3 separate regions of the Sus scrofa genome follow, and regions 2 and 3 are each linked to region 1. A link is a contact called in public Hi-C and HiChIP or PLAC-seq data. All regions are on one chromosome and are shown on one strand. The core of a region is the stretch at or near the end of the contact, and the rest is flanking DNA. Distances in the headings are between cores, read along the strand shown.

The links. A called contact is a pair of places that touch in the nucleus more often than the background predicts. HiChIP or PLAC-seq counts read pairs in DNA pulled down with a chosen protein or histone mark.
Region 2: a contact with region 1 is called in an H3K27ac HiChIP or PLAC-seq map of skeletal muscle. The contact joins two enhancer-like sites. A contact is called at or near these places in 1 of 47 Hi-C or Micro-C datasets (embryonic fibroblasts) and 1 of 2 datasets of contacts at active chromatin or transcription factors (skeletal muscle).
Region 3: a Hi-C map of fetal skeletal muscle shows a contact between it and region 1, with 1.4 times the contacts expected there. The contact joins two enhancer-like sites. A contact is called at or near these places in 2 of 47 Hi-C or Micro-C datasets (embryonic fibroblasts and fetal skeletal muscle) and 1 of 2 datasets of contacts at active chromatin or transcription factors (skeletal muscle).

What each region holds. Positions count from the first base shown.
Region 1 is chr7:17,291,529-17,294,228 of Sscrofa11.1, reverse strand. The region is part of intron 5 of LOC100512907 (a long non-coding RNA gene); the gene reads right to left. LOC110261655 (a long non-coding RNA gene) reads left to right here. Exons shown (of 2, transcript XR_002346098.1): 1 at 1-2,700. Among named protein-coding and RNA genes, the nearest start is that of PRL, 170 kb to the left of the region's middle. Within about 2 kb of position 1,273, at least 6 of the 83 cell types and tissues checked have an H3K27ac peak or open chromatin away from gene starts, as enhancers often do. A contact at or near this core is called in fetal skeletal muscle and skeletal muscle, where this site is marked.
Region 2 is chr7:17,120,050-17,122,786 of Sscrofa11.1, reverse strand. All of the region lies in intron 3 of LOC100512907 (a long non-coding RNA gene), which reads right to left. Among named protein-coding and RNA genes, the nearest start is that of SOX4, 230 kb to the right of the region's middle. Within about 2 kb of position 1,301, at least 30 of the 83 cell types and tissues checked have an H3K27ac peak or open chromatin away from gene starts, as enhancers often do. A contact at or near this core is called in skeletal muscle, where this site is marked.
Region 3 is chr7:17,095,337-17,098,036 of Sscrofa11.1, reverse strand. The region is part of intron 3 of LOC100512907 (a long non-coding RNA gene); the gene reads right to left. Among named protein-coding and RNA genes, the nearest start is that of SOX4, 210 kb to the right of the region's middle. Within about 2 kb of position 1,391, at least 15 of the 83 cell types and tissues checked have an H3K27ac peak or open chromatin away from gene starts, as enhancers often do. A contact at or near this core is called in fetal skeletal muscle, where this site is marked.

The DNA of each region.
Region 1 (2,700 bases), core at 24-2,523:
AGCCTACAAATATATAAAATAAGCCACTGGCTCAGTTTATTCCTTCACTAGTGGGTCCTCATCATAGAAAAGCCATGAGAAAATTAGGATGCATTAGACAGTAGAGTGCTAATTAGTAAATATAAGAATCTCATTTAAAAATCACACTTATGTAACCAAATTTCTCCCCAAAACTAACATTTCTATTTGATTGGACACTGAAAACAAACACCACAGATCTCTAGGCTCTTTATGATTCCCTGGTAACCCAAAAGAGAGAGATTTGCTTCTCAAAATGGGATATATCACTGCCTAATGAGTTTCCAAGTCCAAAAATAACCACACACACACACACACTCCAATGGTACTGGGCATACAAAATAAACATACATTGCTGTGGATTGATTTTTTTTATGTGAGAAAATACACAGGCACATGATCCCAACATAAATATTCAACTTATTATTTCCTTCATTTAAAGTTACCAAATCAGCAAAAAAAGAACAAGTCAGCTACCCAGTGTTTCTTTTAGCAAGTCAACTTTATCCATTCGATTTTCTCATTCATCTCACACACGTGAATTAAGAAGACTGTAAGTTTCTCAGCACACAGGCCTAGGGAAAAAATTAGGTTAAAAGGGTTCATTTTTGACTATATATCCAGCTGTTTATAGCCTTTCATTTTTTCCATGAACTTAACTGGTATCACTATATGTAAAGTTTCTAACACTTCCAGCTAGGGAATACTTCACAGAAGAAAAATGCTTTCCTTGGAGTTTACAAATGCCATTTGGTCTAATTTTTCAGCAAGGGTTTGTCTAGTTAGATTATGAGATTTTTCCTGGAGAGCAACAGCAAGAGAATGTCTCCCATGCTGTCAGAAAGGGAGAGTTATATTTTTGTTCCTTGGAAGAAACATATAATGTAATGGGCAAAATGTCAAGTGGGTGGGGAGTTATTAGCCCATATAAACCTCCAGAGAGCTCTCTCAGGAAAAGGAATTCTGAATAAGACACTGCACTAGCACATTTGGCTTCAAAACGTCATTCAAGGAGGCAGATAGGGGGCTGGGTTTTACGGGAGCAGGACCCACACCAAATGTTCCTAACCAGACAGCAAGTGATTGTGAGGTTCTGAGGGCTCCCCAAAGTCAGGAGTTATTTAGGAAAACTGGAGTTTTAAACACTGGGAAGATGGACTGCAAAAAAACGAGCTCAGAGCGTCAAGGCAGAATCAATACTGGGACCTTAGGAGCTGGTTCAGAGAGAGAGCTTGCACACAGGAACAAAGGAGAAACACCCTGGATCCTTTCTGCAAGGCTTCCTGCCTGGATTTCTCATCTATCAGATGGGCGTGTCTATGGGAAAAGTCCGAATGGCTTATGAAGCTCAAAGTAAGACGTGGGTCAAGATGCAGTTGCTCTACATGAGAACAGCTGAATTGCCAGACAATATTCTATTCATTTATTTAGTACATATTTCCTGAGCAGCTCAACGCCTTAATTTTTTCCTAATGTTGGCCTCTATTTTAGATAAGTCTGATATATATTTTTAAAATCTGTATTTAAAAACTAAGAATGCTGCAGCTGTACACCTTGGCTCGGGAACATCCGCATGTCCTGGGCTCAGCCAAAAACAAACAAGCCAATGCCCACCGTTTCCAGGAGGCTTCACTGGAGGACGGCATTCTACTTCACAGGCAACGCATTTAAGGAGAGTTGATTTGCAAAATGTTTTCTCAGGGATCCCTTCATCATGCATGTGGAGCTTTACGCAGCGTGGTGATTAAGAACAGGAACTGGGAAGGCAGGCTGCATGGGCTCAAATGCCAGCTTCACCACTTTTAAGCTGGGTGACCTTGGGCAAGTTATGAAACCTTTTTGGAATCAGTTATTCTCCACTCTGCAACGGAGGAGAGAGCAATACCTACCTCACGTGGGTGTTCTGAAAGTGATTACACAGAAAGCATTGTCAAATCATGCCCAGCCGGAGGAGGTGATAGCAAAGAGTCAGCTGTTGATGCCGTTATACTCCGAGAACATACATACTGTGAAAAGACCATTTCTTTTTCTTCTCACTAGATTAAAAAATGTTCCATTTCAAAACATTCCAAAAACCAGGTGGTCCTGTCTATCTCACTATCTGCCAAACTCCTTCCTTAAAGAAACTGAAGTTATGTGGCTCGAAGTCAAATTTAATGATTGAGACTGCATCTACAAATCCACCAAGACTTGGGAAAGGAATAGCCCTTTAATAATTCATAGTTACTATTTCAAATGCCTGTTTGGGTCTGGAAGTAACCAAATGAGCAAGTTCTAACTACTCACACGTACACCTCAATAACAACCAAGCCTCATCCCCTGACAGAATCAGATGGGGTTACGGAAACTCAGACCACTCTCACCTTCCCATCCCTCACCTCCACCTGCATCAGATGCCACGGCCACTGTTCTCTGTGCAGATCCCTGGGCACACCACTGGGCACTCCCAAGATGGCACGGGAACCCCAAAGTGATAGAGCCACAACAGTGGCCTCTGGCAAAGGACACTGCTTTTCCTGGTGCCCAAGGCCATGAGGGGAGCCTGTCATGATGCTTCAAGTTCCTGTCACAGAAACTGCCAACAGCTCTCTAGATTTTTATTGACAGGCTTTCTGCTGTTTTCCACAAACTCCCAAATCCCATTAAAAACAATTGTACACCTTGGCCGGGAAAGTCCTCATG
Region 2 (2,737 bases), core at 52-2,551, 170 kb after region 1:
TAAAGCTATCCCGGCCTGAGCTATGCCCTATTAACCAGGAAGAGCTAGACTTCCGTCAGATTAAAGACCCTCCCTGAGGCTCTCCCTTCCAGACTCCAGCAAGCACTGCTGTGCTGCAGGTGCGCCCACCATGCACGGGAGGTCACGCCCTTTTCCTTCTTTCTGAGCCCCGACTCCCCACACCCAGGCCAGGCCCCTATATGCCCATTTCGAAAGCACTAGCATGCACTATGCAGGATCCACTTCCTTATGTCACTGGGGGAAAAAATAATAATAATAATAATAATGCCCTTCAGGAAGCCGCTGTCAACTTTTCTGAAGCAAGAACTGAAAAAAGCAGCTCCCGTCTCCCAACATTACCATCTCCGAGGAAAATTCTTCAACAATGAAATAACCACATATTTCATAAAACAAACCCAAAAGGAGTTCAACCAGTCTGTTAAACAGTAACAGGTTGCAAAGCCAGAACTAACCTGGATGAGGACTTCAAGCTGTGACAAAAAGAACACGAAATCAAGTTACAAATGGTCAAAGTCCACTGACTGACTGAATGACCCTCTGCCATTTCTGACAGCTGCACACCTGCTGTTCAGCAGTGGTGATTTTTTTTTTTTTTTTTTTTTGCCTGTTCAGCCTCGACCTGCTGAAACATAGCTCAGATGCAAATATTTTAGGAGGATACACTTCCTTAATACTGGACTATCAAAGCAAGGCCGAGCAGATTTTTCCAAGAATACAAGGTCTCATTCGAAGAGCAGACTTACAGTTTCAGCTCAGTTCAACTTTGTGGACAGACTACATACACCTCAATGAAGTTCTTTTCCTCAGTGTCTTTAAGGAGCATTTCTATGACTGATCCCAACACAAGGAGGGTTAATTATAAACTCTCAGGGTACCACTTGACGACCCAGGCACTGGTGGCAGCTGCAAGGACAGAGGTCATGTATGCTTCTCTCTAGAATAAAATTCTCTTTACCCCCACGTTAAGGTGATTACTCAAACTTTAAAGACTCCCTGTGCCCCGCCCCCCATTCCAGCCTACTCGAATTTTCCTTAGGCTGATTGACTCTAGGAAAACAAGGATTGCATTATGCTTGCCTCCTTGCAATGAGGTCAGTTCTAGTTTCAAATTCCCTTTCAGAACAACCCCAAGGCCACAGACTGTTAGAAACCCCAGCTGCTTGATAGCACAGGAGGGCCTCAGCCATGACAAGGGAGCATTACTCAAGTCCTAATCAGCAAATGCATCCTACACCCAGACTGGCATCCTTGCAGGTCGATTCCGACACGCTGGGCAGAAACACGTCTGAAAACAAACCCAGTCTCGGCTCCTCCTCCCAAAGCTCCTCGGCCAAAGCCAGGCTGCAGTGCAACGTTCAGCGGTGATTTTCTCCAACTGGCACCATCTGTGCAAGCCCTGCCAGACGTGCTGACAGAGCAGGCTGCGTAGACCATTACTAATCCACCAGGGTCAACGGGGTCAGGCCTGCAACACGATGCCTATAGATTTCAAAGGCAGGCCTTCCCTCCATGCCAGCTAATCCATCTATGTTGAAAAGCAAGCACATTTTTAGTCCACTTTCTTTTAAATTTCAAAGGAAAAAAAAAAAATCTCATTTTTAAAGCTCTTAAGCGAGGGAGTAGCTTGCATGTAGTCGGCGCCCTGATACCAGTTAAACTGTATGAGGCCTTCAGGGCATGAGGCTCACTGTCGATCCTTTGCCAAAACTGGGTCAAGAGACCAAGAGGATAACTCTCCTCAGATGACAAAAAGCCTTCAAAAGAAGAGGGACACCATGGATCAAGACTCAGTCTCTGTGGCCAAGAGTCCCCTACCCCAAGCTGAGCCTACAAACAAAGAGTAAATGCCAGCAGCTTGTCTCCCAGGATCACAAAGTGTGAGCTGAGGCAGTGTCAGCTGGGCTGGTAAGTAGCATTACCCACCACCTACTGCAGAATTCTGCCATGAGCAATGCCCCTACTATCGGCTACCCTCCAAGCGTTTGCTAAATACCTACTGGGTGCCAAGAGCTCATGTTTCTTTGCATTTCTGCAGTGTCTCCATTAAGGAACCAGGATGACTGTGAGTCTAGTACCTCAGCCTTGGACTGGCCCGAAGAGGCCCATGGCCCCACGAAAGCAGGATGGTGACCTTGTCTTCCAAGTGTCCCTGGGCAGCACAGACTTGCTGCAGGCCTGCTGCAGTAACAAAATAAAGCAGCTTGTAGATACTTTTATGAATACCAATGTGTGTGTGTCAGGACCAACACTGCCATCATTTCTTTGTAGTAGATGGTATGTTATTCTAGATCTTCAAAAGATGACTCAATCTAAGAGCCCAAAAAACTCCAACGGCCACAAAACTAAAACATCACCCCAAGCTCCAAAGAACCTAGAGCTTTTGTTCATAATAATTAAAGGTTTAAAGACATTTCACGATAAGTGACTTCATCTTCTTACATGTGCTTAGGTATCAGTTTCTCCCCTTACCAGAGTTTAAACGGCTACAGAGGTAGGAGTTAGGAGGAATTTGCAGGTTAAAAAATAATGAATGATTCCTTTAACCCAGATCATTTTCCTTGCACAGCAAGCTGGGAGGGTCACAGATCTGACAAGGCTGCCCCAGCCTAATCTGAGGAGCCGGTTTGCATGAGTTCCTATTAAGGACTTTCTTCTTCTGGTTTTTCTAAGCTTCAAGCAACTACAGAAAACTCCGGGCTAAGCCAGCTCTCAACAC
Region 3 (2,700 bases), core at 142-2,641, 200 kb after region 1:
AGAAAAATTTTAAAGTCCCTTTCATTACCCAGCCACATCCCTCCCATACCCAGAAGTGCCAACTCTGGCTCCAAGTATCCTAAGACATTTAAAGGCTGACAAGAAGAAATTCCCATCTACTGCCCTAACACTTAATGTGGGCAGATGTCAACTGTTGGTGCCCAGGTGTTGAAACGTGCCTGTCTCACTTTGAAGCAGTAAGACAAGACAGGCTGAATACTTGTGGTTGATTATTGCAGCTCTCAAGTGAAGGCCAAAACGACTCTGAACACATGAGAAATGGAATACTCTTTCAAAACGCTCTGACTGAAGTGCCTCATTTTAGATTGCAAAATGGATTTTATACATTTCAGCTTTAAAAAAAAAAAAAAAAAAAAGAGGGAAGGAAAAAGAAAGAAAACAGGCGGATCGGTTTATTTTCTGAGCACAGTATTAATGACTAGATGACATCACCAACAGCCAATCAGAAATCTCTCTGGAGTCGGGTGTTCTAACACCATTTCATATTTATGGGTAAGCACCAGAAGGGTGTCAACCCTAAGCTGCATTTTCCTCCCTACTCACTTCTAAACAAAGTGCCTGCTTTCATTCAGCAGCCAAACTGGGGCGGGGGGCGGGGGGAGGGAACCACCTCTGTCTCTTCTTTCTCCTCCCAGGCTGTTTTCTGACAATCCCAAAATAATAAGTGGAAAGCAAGAGAGAACGCCTGGGACCTTATGTCACTGCTTCCTGCAAAGCTGAACAGTCTCTGGAGCTTCAGAAAAGTCCTTCACTGACAAACCAAAGCCAAGACTTCATCTGTTAAACCTTTAAGAGCAGAAAGGAGAGACGGCTTGCAGAAGACAGGGTCAAGGCTCTCTGTACTCAAGAAGTGAATGCGATTGGTTTTCCCCCTCCTATTTTTTTCAATCATTCTCTACTCCCACAACTTCCTCCCCTTCTAAAGCAATGTTGAAGAAGAGAAACAAGTTAACCCTGCCATGGTTAATCTTAGGCCAGTGCACATAGAACAGCTCAGCTTCACTCTCACCCAGATGGATGGAGGCCAGACATCATCAGGGGACCCCAGGCTCAGGACGATGAAGTCAGCACATCAGTGCTGCTCACAATGCTCTCACGGTTGTTACTAACTACAGAGCTGGTGGGAGATGCTGTGGCCAGAACAGAAGCATGGCTCGAGTTTGTCTTCCATCTAAAATCAATCTGTATCAACAGAAACTGACAATGCAATTCAAATTCGAGGCAGCACAGAAGAGACGTTTATGGCATCCACAAAAAAAAAAATCCCTGCCCCAGACAAGTGCAATGTGCATCCTGCTCTCACACTTCTCCCAAAAGCTTGCCTGGAGATGAATATAGCCCTTTTCCTTTTCCACAGCCCTAACCATCTGATGTTGTATCAGGATTGCTGGATTCAGCCCAAAACCAGAATTATAACATGTAATAAGATGCTTGGCCATGCCGCAAAGATGACAGAATTTGGCATGCTGGCCTGGAGCCAAAGTGACAGATCTTGAGCTGATGTTTCTTTCCAACAGATTTAATAATGTACAAAGAGAAAAAAATTTAATAACCTACTCTGAGCAAATTCAGTGTCTACAAGCTTCTTTCGGTTTGCCTCCGACAAGCCCCCTCACCCCCACCAGTCCATACTTTCCTAGATGCCAAAAACATGCAAATTAAGTGACTGTAGCCTGGCCCTTTTCACGATTAACTTGGGTCAAAGGTAAGCTCATTAGATTCAAAGGGACAAGGGGAAGGGGGGATCTCCCTAATTAGGGGCTATGTAATCAGAATCATCTAATTTCTCCTGCATGCCCCCACCTAAGCCTCTCCCTCCCTGCCACATGGGAAAGCTTATATCTTTTATACACAACCCACATACACTCTTCTCCTTGCAGAGACTCCATACAAATCACGGGTCACAATATAAGGGAAAGACAGTTATGTCTGAAGCAAAGAAAAAAGGAATCTGACCAAGGACCTTAGGTCATCCAGGGCTTAGGAAGACAGGGAAGGAAAAAATGATGTTTCAGATGCCTTAAAGAAAAAAAAAAAAAGAGGAGGAGGAAAAAAGAGTTCCTTTTGTCCCATATGCTAAGCAATGGGTGTTGTCAAAGTTATAAAAATTCACCAAGACAAAAATTAAAAGCAAGACATGAAAATCTGAGCACTCTGTGATAGAGGAACCAATTAGAAGGCAATATGCTCGTCTCATAAATCCAAAAATAAATATTTGAGTGTTTCTAAAGTGCATTCTTGCCAATGCCCTTTCCTAAGACAAAAGGGATCCTTTCTAAAACCTACCAATTAGAAGGCGTTGTTATTACTCTCTAATCTTGGTGCTCCAAGGTAGTTGGCAGAAGAGAAAACTAATTTGGATCATCCAAAAATCATTTACATTTGGTTTTAGTTGTATTATATGAGGGTGGTAAGTTGGCAACAAATTTCCCTCCCTAATTAAGTTTAGTTTAGAATGACTTTAAATTTTATATTCCCTCAGCAGCCGTTAACTGACGACTACAGACAGTGGCCGGCTGGCAAGAGGAGAAAGCCAATTGTGGACTTTTTTTTTTAATTGTCATAGATAAGTTCCCCACATGTAGCTAATCATGGTGATAGAACTGGCTTTGGCTCATGATGACAAGAGCTGCTAAGCATCCTGAGGCCTAGAATTGCCAAGAGCATCCTGTGTGTGCA